2 separate regions of the Zea mays genome follow, and region 1 is linked to region 2. A link is a contact called in public Hi-C data. All regions are on one chromosome and are shown on one strand. The core of a region is the stretch at or near the end of the contact, and the rest is flanking DNA. Distances in the headings are between cores, read along the strand shown. Region 1 holds the start of LOC100381541. Region 2 holds the start of LOC100279780.

Region 1 (6,527 bases), core at 3,245-5,744, 300 kb before region 2:
ACCATAGTGGACATGATGGCAGACACGGACCCACCCGTCTACTCGATCAAAAACGAATCTGAACTCTCCTGTTCTGTTCCTGTCCACAGGAACGCTTCACTGCAAAATTGAGCTGATCGACGTGCACGGTGACGATTTCATGCAACGGTAAAAGAAAAAAAAAAAGGATGAGGGAAATCACTGAGGAGCAGGTGAAAACACAAGGCTCCTGAGACTGAGAGTGAAACCTTTTGCTTTCTTTCTTCCTGGTGGGGTAGCTCTACTGCCCTCTTTCAGAATAGAAAGGCAGGCGGGTTTACAATTTCGGACCGAAATTTCCATGATTTCGCTGGGGTCCGAAAAATATATGTTTCCGAAATTAGTATTTTTCAATATAAATTATATCGTTTTTTAAAACATTAAATTTATTTGATTTTGATCTAGAATTTCGGAAATTTCGGAAATTTCCTGTTTCTCGCCGGGGGCCGGAATTCTTTCTTTTCCGAAAGCGCGTAAACCCTGGGCGAGAGCACGCCGCCGAGCTGGAAACGCCTCGCGCTCCCAAGTCCCGGGCGCCGACGTGTCGCGTGCGTCAGCGTCATGCGTCGCTTTCAGAACTTACTCTTAGCATCCAGCAACCAGCAACAGCAATAGCTGATGCACAGCTACGAGCCGGCAGTAGATGCGTCTGTTGGGTACCCACCTACGTACGTACCCTCACTACGCTGCACTGCACTCGGCTGAGGCCAGCGTCCATTTCTGTTGCCGTAATCGCCAGCCGGCCAGCGAAGCTTTCGCTAGCGACAGGGCCGCCTACGTACGCTTGTGGCTGAAGCACATCGCGTGGGGTGGGGATCGCGGGCGCGCGAGATCTGACGGAGGGGCCCGTCCACTGCGCGATGCATATCATCGGCCTCCTCTAACTTCCAACGCGAGGACGAAGGGAATCTGCAGCCGCCCCAGTGGCCCGAGCAATGCAAGCTAGCTCGCTGCGTCGGAGAGGACGCGACGAGAGCGCCAGCCGACGAGCATTGTTGCGGATCGGACCGCGGTCGGCGTTGCGAACCCCCGGCGCTCCATTCGGTTCTTGCACAGCCGCGCCGATGACGACCTGCTCCTCGTCGTTCCCCCACCCAGTGGCGTGAGAACTTCCTTGCAAGCAGTCAGCGGCTACTCGCTTATTGAAAAAAAAAATCGAAGCAACCTCACCTTTGGATCGATTTCTCACGAAACTATGACTTCGATGGGAGCATCAGTCACATGACAGGGGCACAGGGCCTGGATGGACATATTCCTGATTCAAGGCATGTAATGTTTACGGTTTACCCACCACCGATCGAGTCGTCCAGTACTTTCAAGTTCAGTAACTTCAACTTCGGTTCAGTAGAAAGTCCATACGCGAGCTACATATGAGAACATTGAATCTCAAGAAAAATGCCCAGAGCAGTGGTTGCGCAAGTCCTGAATATTTATTCTCTGTAGTAGTAAGATAACTCAACTTCTCTTTGAAACTATAATTTTTTTGTGACTGACCTGTTTGGTTTGAGGAACGAGTCAATATATCATCTACTCATTCCTTACTTTTTTATTTGATTTGTGGAATGATTATCATCTTGTTTTTCATAATCCATACTAGTATTTAAAATAGGAGGACATATCTGGTGCACATGTAAGTTTAGTGCACATGATGCACATATTAAATCATCACTATCCATTTTAGATCTCACGTCTCTCGTTGATCATTGCAATTTACAAATAACACCTTCCATCACGTCGGAGGATGTCTTTAACAAAATACACAAACAACTAGAGATGTTAAATCTAAAATAAGTGGTGCAGATTTAATATGTGCACCATATGCACAAAACTTTCATGTGCACAAGATATGTTCTCTTAAAATAGACCCCATTTCATCAATTTTGAGGTATAGAATAATTCCTTAAACCAAACACACCGTACATTTATCCTTGCTGCTAGCAAAAACTCAAATGGCCTTTTCTGAGTCGGACTATGCGAGCGGTTGCAAACATGGTCTGACTTTTGCTACCCAGTTATTTATTCTACTCACGAATTGATTTGTGGTTCGCTGAGTACTCTGAATCTCAAATGGTGACAAATGGAGGCCCTGAATAAACTATCTCAGTGTGCCTGAACTTTTTCTTTGATGCCACATAGCTAGCAAAATCACAAACGATCTTTGCTAGTTTAGGCTATAGCAGGGTTACAAAAATGTGTTAGAATCTATGGTGTATAAAATCGATTCCCCAATCAAAGACGCGATTAGACGATTAAGATTAATTCTATCCTGGTTACTGTTAATCTGCTAGTGTAGAGGATCTATACCAACCTGCAAATATGGGTAGTAATGTACCGCGATACAAATGTTTATTCATAATTCGTTAGGTCCCTAAAAATATATTAATTAAAAAATGAATAGAAATACAGTTCGATCTTAATCCGATTCGATTCTTCAATTTTATAGCATACAATTTAGAGTTCATTATCACCCCTGCCCACAAACAATATTTGAGTAGTTCGTTAAGTTTTTTTCCCCCCACCGATGACTCTCCGCTCCGGTCTAGTAAACGCCAGCCCAATAGTAGGTTTATGAGAACAGCAGCTGGCCATTAGATAGCTCGGGGTTTCCAAAATTAGGTCAACTGCAACAACAGGGATTAGAGCAGCCAACTGCAATAACAGGGATTACGGCGGCAATCAAGGCCTCAACAGGTTGTATGCAAAGCCTACTGAATTGTTTCTTTACACAATATCAAATGCACGGCTGGTTGGCAATGCTTTGATCTCGTCAGAAAAATGATTGCCAGCCTGCTAGTGCTAGTTCAGACGACGATGCCATTTGGATAATGCTGCTCGACGATGAAACCTTGCCTAGATTGACCTTAACCAACGCATTATAATAAAAAGGAAGCGAGAAAACTATCTAGACGCACGGATCGTGTGATGAACAAGAGGCAAATAGTCAAATACTAGCTCCCTTCATATTTTTTTTTAAATAATGCCATTCTATTCTAGCACGGTTCTCATCGGTTTAGATGGAGCTCTTGCAGTCTTGCTGGCTCGGTTCTGAAGAAGACAAGCGCCGAACAATATCGATAAATTTCAGACAAGGACGGTATGTTACGTTTTCAACTTCTGTGCTTTCGACAAATCTCAGCCGTTTTCAATTTAACTGCGCCGAACAATATCGATAAATTACAGACAACGACGGTGGAAATGCCCGGGAAACTCCCGGTCCGGGTCGATCGGACAAGGCGTGTAGCAGACGGCAATGACGCTTGCTGTTGTCGGGATCTTCCTCCCTCCCCTAGGTGACACTGACACCGTCCAGTCATTATAAGCTGAAAACATCATGTGTGGACTGCCTGCTTATATTTATTAGAACGGACTGGATGCTAACTATGTTGATCTAGTCTGAAATTGAAAGCGTACTTTGTATTTTTCCAGAGAAATATGCACATCAAACATGCATCGTAAGAGAAACGATCCCGAGCAAGTGAACACGATCAATAGCTTGACGAATTTTTGGATGTGTCTCTGTGATCGTGGAGTGTGCGCATCTTGAAAAAAAATCATAGGTGAGAGCAGGGCACTTGTTTGCTGTCTGCAGTCTGTAGAGCTGGCAACAAGGGCTCCTATACGCCTCCTTCTTGAGAAACAGGACATGGAAACAGTGGACCAGTCTGATTACCATTTCGTCTGTACATATTCAGGGTAGCGTTGTGCCGTCCGGTTCGGTTCTTAGCCAAGAACCGTATAGATCTACATGTACCTTGGACCTCGGCCCTTAGCGTTGTGCCATCCTGCTAGCTGCGTGCAGCGTGCTAACATTTTTTTAATTTATTTTGAGATTGAAACGCAAACTCATTGTACTAAATCTAGTGTACAAAAAGACAATGCCTGGCGAAAGTTCAAGCCATCTTTTATGAAACGAAAGGTTTAAACCTATTATCGTGTCGAATAGAGAAACGCACATGCACAGAAACTAAAACTCACTTAGGCTAAAAGAAAAAGACGTCCACACAATTGAACTTTGCGATTTGTCTTTGATATAATATTTTTTTTCTTTTAGTAGCCATGGATTTTAGACGAAATCTCATCAATCGGACGCGTACGTGTGGTCTCGTCAGATCAGACATTCGTATCAAAAGAAATCCGGTGGACGCGAGCTTAATAGAAGAATGATTCCTTTCCGGTGGACGTGGAGTCGTGGACGCGGGAGCAGATATCACTAGAAATAAACGATAACGTTACTAAATTTATTTTATGTCGACGTATAGATATGCGTAAACAAATCTGAAGACACCGGTTGCGCCAACGGTTCTGGCAGTACGATCTGAGCCGTCGGCCGCGCGATCTCGCGGTGCAGGAGCCGTGCGCCGACCCCGCCCGTGCCCGTTTTGCGTTACGCCTCCCAGTCCCGGCACAGCCCACGTTTTATAGGCAGGCGCGAGCGCGACCGCGCGGCGCAGAACGCGCGGGTACGGGGCGTCCTTGCCATTTCCCACCCTACTTGAGCTAGGCGGCAGGACGGACGCGGACGGGCGGGGGAGGAGAACACACGACCGCGACGGAATCGCGAGGGGTAGGCGAGGCGAGGCGAGGCGGCGACCGAGGGAGGAGCAGTCGAGCAGAGCGTAGGGGGCGCGAGGGATGGACGCGAACGGGTGCGGGGAGAATGACGACGCGCGGGCGCCGCTCCTGGCCGGGCCTGGGCGGCGGCGCAACTCCGTCGCGTCCATGCGCGGGGAGTTCGTGTCGCGGTTGCCCAAGAAGGTGCTCGACGCCGTCGACCCCGAGCGCCCGTCGCACGTCGACTTCTCCCGCTCCAAGGGCCTCCTCGAAGGTTCAACCCGTGATCCCAGCCACTCGCCGCATTCTTGGGTTGTTTTCCTTTGCCGTTGGTTGGTTCACTCTGTCCCTACAATCTTTATAGGCGTTTCATTTTCTTAATCTGGTAATTGTGCATCAAAGCTGGCGTTACTATCGGGCACTTTATCTACAGACTATCCTGGTGATATGATTGATGTGCTTTTGAACCTAGATTCTGGAGTTGTCGTAGATTATTCGATGCTTCTGTGGATGACCCGGACACTTATTCTTGATCCTCCGCAGACTTTTCTGGGTTCCTAGGATTTCCCTTACTTTTATGATTGAACAGCTCGTGACTTCACTATCACTTGGTGCTTCTTGTGTGCATGTTTCTTTGTAAAATAGATAGCTTATATTCTCTACATATTTGGTGGAGGAATTACCTTTTCGGCGTGTTTGTGACTTTGTTCTCTGGTCATGGCTCTGGCCTTCTAGGTGGTTTGTTGGATTCTCTGTACATCCAACCGTGAAGCTATGGAACATGGTGTTTGTTTTTGTCCAAATCCCGAAAGATAACGTTGTTACTTTCTTATGTTCTACAGCAGGCATGCAAACGAGTTTTACAGATACCACGTAGCAGGCAGTGTCCTGGCCTCCTGGCCTCCTGGCCCTGGGGCACCTTTCTCTCCCTGAAACTAAAGTAATTTTTTTAACTGTGCGTCCGTGATTGCATATGGTTCATTATTTTCCTCTTTTTTCTGGGGCCTGCAGCTCTGCAGTCTGCACTCACTCCACAGCTTTGATCTCTGTATTATCTTTTGGATCTTTGACTGAAGTTGGAATACTTAGTATTATGTAGGATTGAAACATGGATATTATACAGTACCAGCCTGTTTCTAATTGCAGTATCTATATGGAGTACGACGTTCTGGATCTGCCTAGTGGCTAGTGCCTATTATTCGCCACCCTTTTACTGAATATCTTGAAGGATAGCAGATTTTTTTCCTTCTCCTGAATGAAATAGAATTCTGCGCTCATAGAGAAAACAGGTTTCAATCATACACAAGACTTTTTTTTTTTGCAATTTTGGTCTTATTTTTTGATCCTTAGGTTTTCCTTACTCGATATTTGTTTAAATAACTGAGATTTCTTTTATCTTAGCCTTGCTAGTATATACCAACTTAATTGCCTCAATACCGTTCTTGTTATTTACTGCATCTGTCCTAAAATAGTTGACACATTAGCTATGAATCTAGACAATGCCAACTTTTTGGGGACGGAGAAAATATTTGAAATATGTTATAACGTTTGATGTATGTTGTATTTCTATCATAATTTTCTAGCCTTATATTATTAATAATACTCTTTCATGTCATATTATTTGTTGAGATTGAGATAGACTATTTCGAATGTATTAGCAGTAGAGCTTACGCCTTTCCTTTTAAAAGCTTCTTATATATCTTTAATTCTATATGATCGACAATCTAACAAAGTGTTGTGCTTTTTGTGCCTATTATTTAGGGGAGAGAGAGTACTATGAGAAACAATTTGCCACATTGAGGTCCTTTGAGGAAGTTGACTCACTAGAAGAATCCAATGAAATCAACGAGGATGAGGAGCTTGCGGAGCAAATCCAGAGTGAATTTGCTATGAAGATATCAAATTATGCAAACATTGTTCTCTTAGCGTTGAAGGTTGGTTCCTCCCCTGCTTTTCAA
Region 2 (6,146 bases), core at 282-2,781:
AGAAGACAAATCGAGGCATTTTCATGGCCAGGGAACTTTTGAGTCCTTTACTGTTTTTATTAAGAATCTAAAGTCTGAACTGTCATAAACTATTATCAGTGTTAACTGTTAATGTGTGATGGACTGATATACTCCTAGTCCTATGGGCTATGGCTATGGATAATGAAATATGGACTAATGTAGTCATGTTATCAGTGTGAATGTCTTAATCTACATGTTGTTACTCATGTTGTGTCATTGTGTGTGATTGAGAATTTAAATTCAACTTCTGCTGTTTTTTTTCAAGCCATGCCATGTTTTGTTATGTATGGCTCGCGAGTCAAACGAGCTGGCTCGAGCTACAAAACGAGTCGAGCTGAGCGTGGTTCCTAGCTCGCTACTTTATGGGGGTGTTTGGGTTGAGGAACCACTCCATCCAAAATTAAGTGGTGCATCATGAGTCCATTCCTTAAATTTGGTGGGATGACTCCATTCCACATATTAGTACTAATTAATTAACTATGAGGAATGGAGTGGTGATGTATCAACCTATTCATTCCACAAACCAAACAAAAAAGTTAGGAGTGAGAAGATGATGGACTAGCTCATTACTCAAACTAAACACCCCATTAACGAACCGAGCTGAGCTAGCTCGTTTGATTACCGAGCTATAACAAACCGAGCTGGCTCGATATCCACCCCTAGCCCATAGTACCTGTCGACGACGACCGATCAACCCACCCACCGCACCCATATATAGAGGCACGAAAAGACCCATATATTTATTAAAGCTACACTTCATTCCACACTTTCATATACTTGATAAAGAACACAAAGATAAAGATAATGCTAGTTAGATATTTTTTGTAGCTTTGAATTAGAGTGTGTGATGTAATTTTACTTTTGTTATAAACATTAGACAATAAACTGAACTTATGAACTTTGTATAGAGTTGATTATACTCTTTTTCCTTCTAACAAAATGATTTATAAACGAGCTAGTCATTGCATAGCTGTGGTAACTTTAATACAAATATTAAGTTTAAATTTGTTCAAATTTATTTGTCTTATCTTTTATTTGTTTTATTATTTTTTTGAATTTAGGGCTCTAATGTGAATTTTGGGCAAAAAACTGAATTTCGGGCCAAAAAATGAATTTCGGACCATAATGTGAATTTCGGGCTTTTATAATTTCGGGCCGTCCGAAATGAGCCCGGCACATTTAAGCAATTACGGGCCGGACCGTGGGCCGAAGGCTAGACTCATGGATCGGTCCGATACAACCCAAAATTCAAACAATACGGATCTTTTCAGACTTGGGCCGGACCGGACGCCCAAATATACACCTATATCGACGACCGATCAACCCACCACCGCACCGCACCGGCAGCACGACCACCCGGTTGCCTCCGGACCCCGGGCGAAACGGTCTCGTACTCGTCCTGGTCGTCCATCGGAGTATCGGACCATCGCCCTACGGCCCTACCCTTTCCCAGCCAAGCACACTGCACATCGCCACCCACCAGCACCCCAGTGTATACGTCGGCTGTGTCGCATGCCTCGCTCACTCGTCGTCGGCGACCTCGCCGTACCGGAGATGGCGCATCCGTACATGAAGAAGGACGACGACGACGAAGATGGTTATCCACCCCTCCACTCTCCCCCTCTAAACCCAACCTACGTGCCTCCTGCTGCTTTCCCGCGGCTACGATCTGAGTGCCTCTGCCCGTTCTAGTGTGCCGGATCTAGCGCGATCTCGTCGTATCTCCGTAATTCGTGTTGTTATCCGCGGCGGTAGTGGTGCTGCGGATTTATTTCCGAGACTTCGCTGGTTGGACAGATCGTCGGGGTTTATTTGGGAATTGGGGTGGGAGCTCGCAGTTATGTGGATCTGGACTGCGTTTGTTTACGGCGTCGTGCGACCTATCTAACCCAGTCAATGGAATCTGGGTTTTCCATCATTGGAGCTTCATGACTCACGAACAATATTCTCGTTTAGATCCCTTCCCTAGCCTATTTGCCTCCTTCCTGTAACACTACTATAGCCATGTTCCTAAGCATACCCCACTTTGTTTGAAATTAATCTGTCATCTGGTCTTTTTATAGATTCAATCCAATTAAGCTTGTAAAATGCTTCCAAGTTGTCTCATCTTTATTGACTGGTGGATGTTTTAATCAGTCGAGTATTCACCATTCTTTGGGATCGAGAAGGGGTCTGTTCTGCAGGAGGCACGAGCTTTCCATGATCCACAGCTTGATGTGAGACGATGTTCGCAAGTAAGAATTCCTTGCACTTTCTCCCATTTTGTCATTCTTTGTAACCTGAGTTTTTGAGACATAATTTGACCCTCTTATTTTCTTTGCTTTCTTCTCTGCTTCCTGCCCTGTTTGGAACTTTGTTGCAGGTCATCATCAAGCTATTATATTTACTTAATCAAGGAGAGACATTCACCAAGGTACCGTAGTAAAAAAATGCATAGTAGTAAAAGTTTTGTAGTTTCTGTGTGCACACATTTGTACAGAGAAGCAAAACTGTTTGATTGGGGAGAAAATTCAATTGTGCATGTTTCTGTTACAGGTTGAGGCCACGGAAGTCTTCTTTGCAGTAACAAAGTTATTCCAGTCTAGTGATGCTGGTCTTAGGAGGCTAGTGTACTTAATGATCAAAGAACTTTCTCCATCGTCAGATGAGGTTAAATAAATGATGTTTTCAGATGAATACAATGTTTTTGATGCCTTCTAATCTAATTAAAAGATGGTTGAGCTTTATGATTGTAATAGGTCATCATAGTCACAAGCTCATTGATGAAGGACATGAATAGCAAGACAGATATGTACCGTGCCAATGCTATTAGAGTTCTTTGTAGAATAATTGATGGTACCCTACTAACTCAAATTGAGAGATATTTGAAGCAAGCTATTGTTGACAAGAACCCAGTGGTTGCTAGTGCTTCTCTTGTTAGTGGCATCCACCTGGCCCAGGTACTAGCATAATTCTATGCATATATACCGATCTCTTGTTTAAGGTTGGTTAACTGTATCTTTTGTGAGTTTGTCTACACTCTACAGGCAAACCCAGAAATTGTGAAAAGATGGAGCAACGAAGTTCAGGAAGCTGTGCAATCAAGAGCTCCACTTGTCCAGTTTCATGGCCTTGCTCTTCTTCACCAGGTATACTTGTTCCATTGAGCCAGCCATTGGTTTCCTAGATGCTAAACCCACCAGACGGTCAGTCACCCTTTGATTAGCGTTTAGTTGGTGTGGACAATAAATTATATGGTTTAAACAGTTTGCACTGTAGCAGTAAATATGCATACAAACACTATAGTTACATACTAAATTTTTGAATGTTACTCGAGACATGCACACAGTTGCACAATATATCATAGACAATTAGACAGACATAATGACATAGATAGTAGACTTGCAGTTCTTGGTTCTCGCATAGTTAAATGATAAGCTGTTATTACGTAATAACATTACATTTGTGTCGGGGATCAGATACCCGGGCCCCAGGGGGCCACAAGTCAGAAGAGGAGTAGGGAGGGACCTGCCTGGGCGGGACCGCCTTCGGAAGACCCCCGCGCCCTGAGCCCAGGGGTCGGGCGAGGTGAAGCACGGTCGGAGGGCCAGAACGAATCGACAGGGAACCACTCAAGTGGATTCCGCGTCCGGTCATAAGACTGCTCTCGCCATCAATGCTCCGCACACCACATTAATTGTGCCTGGCACTGAGCCGCGGCGTTGAGCCGATCCGCCTACCACTCATGACCTACGAGTCCGAGGCCTGAGCCCCACTCATAACCTATGGGCCCTAGGCCTGAGCCCCCGACTCCCTACGGAGCACACAAGACGATGGAAGAAAGCTAGAAGGACAGACTAAAGGTTCGGCGCGAGAAGAGGCGAACAGGAGGAGTAATGATGGCGTTCAGACTCCCGTCGCAAGCACGCTTCCCCAACATATTTAAGATGAGCACGAGTCATATGAGGACAAATATCAACGAGGATTTTACCAAGAGAAAACCATTCCATTTTACCAGCGTAGCAGTTCCTTCCGATTGAAGATATCTGTAACCGCCCCTGCGGCCCCCTTCTTGATCTATAAAAGGAAGGTCGGCCCGACGAAGAAGAGAGACCGAATCCGAGAAGCACACTTGAGACATAGACCCTTCAGCACACACACATAGAGACTTGGCACCCCTTCCTCTCTAGCCCACTTGTAACCCCTACTGTGAGCAACAAGGTGTCGGTAGCGCGAGCCATCGAAGACGGGAAGTAGGGTCGTTTTGTTCAAACCAGTATAAATCTTGCGTCCATTGAGCACATCATCCGGAGCCAAAACGTGCATACACAAATTTACTCGTTGGTGCTGGTTCGGAACACTGACAATCATTGTTATTAAAACGTCGCTTAAACGTCGTTTAAACGACAAAATGTGATTAAGAGTTGAAACATCCGAACGTTTTACCAAAATGGAGTAGAACGTCTGTTTCACGCATTTAAACGTTGGTTAAATGTCCTCTGAGCGTTTTAAGGCGTTTTACTTGCGTTTAGGACGTTCTACTCGTCGTGGGCTTTTCCTTTCCTGGGCCAAAAGATGGAAAAACCCTAAGTTCCTTTGGTTCCATTCTACTGTATATGTAAAATTATATGATAGTTTCAGTAAACGGTCAGGTTTTATAGTGTGCATTTGGATAATGTGTACTATGCTCTAGTTTCTCTTCGCTTTTTATACTTAATCTTCATTTGATTTCTCCCCAACTTGCAGATTAGACAGAATGATCGTTTAGCTGTAAGCAAACTAGTTTCAAGTTTGACAAGGGGATCTGTCCGTTCTCCTCTTGCACAATGTCTTCTGATTCGTTACACAAGCCAGGTAACCCAATAACCCGTATCTTGCTCCATATAAAACTAGGTAAATATGGGAATTCCTAAAATATAATGGACAATTTGCAGGTTATGTGTGAGTCAAGCATGAACACTCAAAATGGTGACCGTCCATTTTTTGATTTTCTGGAATCATCCCTCAGACATAAAGCAGAAATGGTGGCTTTGGAAGCTGCACGGAAGATAACAGAGATGGATGTTACAAGCCGTGAATTGGCACCAGCAATTACTTTGTTACAGTTATACTTGAGTTCATCCAAGCCTGTGCTTCGATTTGCTGCTGTCCGGACTCTCAATAAGGTTATCCTTACATGGCCGTCAAGCTTAGCTGTTCAAAATTATTCCTGCAATATTTGTTTCTTGATTTTCCATTATATCGCAGGTTGCTAGGACACGACCTCTGGCGGTGACAAACTGCAATGTGGACTTGGAGAGTTTGTTGTCAGACCAGAACAGGAGTATAGCGACCCTGGCAATTACTACTCTTCTTAAAACTGGCAATGAATCAAGTGTGGATCGTCTCATTAAACAAATTACCCTTTTCATGTCTGACATAGCAGATGAATTCAAGATAGTTGTTGTTGAAGCTATACGGTCTTTGTGCCTGAAGTTCCCACTAAAATATCGCTCAATGTATGTGAACAACTGAAAGAGTGTTGATTCTTTGCCTTCAATTCTACTGCTTTGACTATGTCTTCTGTCTTTCAGGTTGAATTTTTTGAGCAACAGCTTGAGGGAAGAAGGGGGCTTTGAGTATAAAAAAGCCATAGTGGATTCCATAGTTACTTTGGTCAGTGAAATACCAGATGCCAAAGAAATTGGCCTGCTTCATCTTTGTGAATTCATCGAAGACTGTGAATTCACATATCTTTCTAGTCAGGTAACTACAATTATTATGTTATTGCTAATAACTCGACCTGTGGGGGGTAAGACAGTCCTCGGGCATTGTATTAAGAAGAAAACCTTCTCACATAGGTCGAGTAAACCCCCGAACCCCTGACCCACCCATACACAGTGGCACCGTAGCCCACGTGAGAACAACCGCGACCAGGGACATGCCTTAAACCTGTGCTTTGGTATGTGACAGATGAGGGGAATTTTTTAACCCAGCCTAAAATTCGCTCCCACAGGGATTCGAACTCTGGACTTGAGCAGTGCTACTCAGACCACCTAAGTACCTAACCATCTCAGCGTGTTATTGTTATTGATAAAGAATTTATTCTTTAACTTCCAGTTTTCCAGCTATGTATGAATTAAGTAATGTCCATTTGTTGTAGTTAT

What was found. Hi-C and Micro-C count contacts between places; a contact is called where the count stands out from the background.
Region 1: a contact with region 2 is called in a Hi-C map of ear, with 2.3 times the contacts expected there. The contact joins the promoter of LOC100381541 here to the promoter of LOC100279780 in region 2. A contact is called at or near these places in 2 of 25 Hi-C or Micro-C datasets (ear and tassel).

What each region holds. Positions count from the first base shown.
Region 1 is chr1:31,046,931-31,053,457 of Zm-B73-REFERENCE-NAM-5.0, reverse strand. It overlaps LOC100381541, which reads left to right and starts at 4,494. Exons shown (of 7, transcript NM_001174369.1): 1 at 4,494-4,843; 2 at 6,331-6,503. The coding sequence starts at 4,651.
Region 2 is chr1:30,748,803-30,754,948 of Zm-B73-REFERENCE-NAM-5.0, reverse strand. LOC100279780 reads left to right here and starts at 1,531. Exons shown (of 18, transcript NM_001152738.1): 1 at 1,531-1,618; 2 at 2,158-2,255; 3 at 2,384-2,434; 4 at 2,557-2,670; 5 at 2,760-2,960; 6 at 3,048-3,149; 7 at 4,747-4,854; 8 at 4,935-5,165; 9 at 5,248-5,498; 10 at 5,574-5,745. The coding sequence starts at 1,534.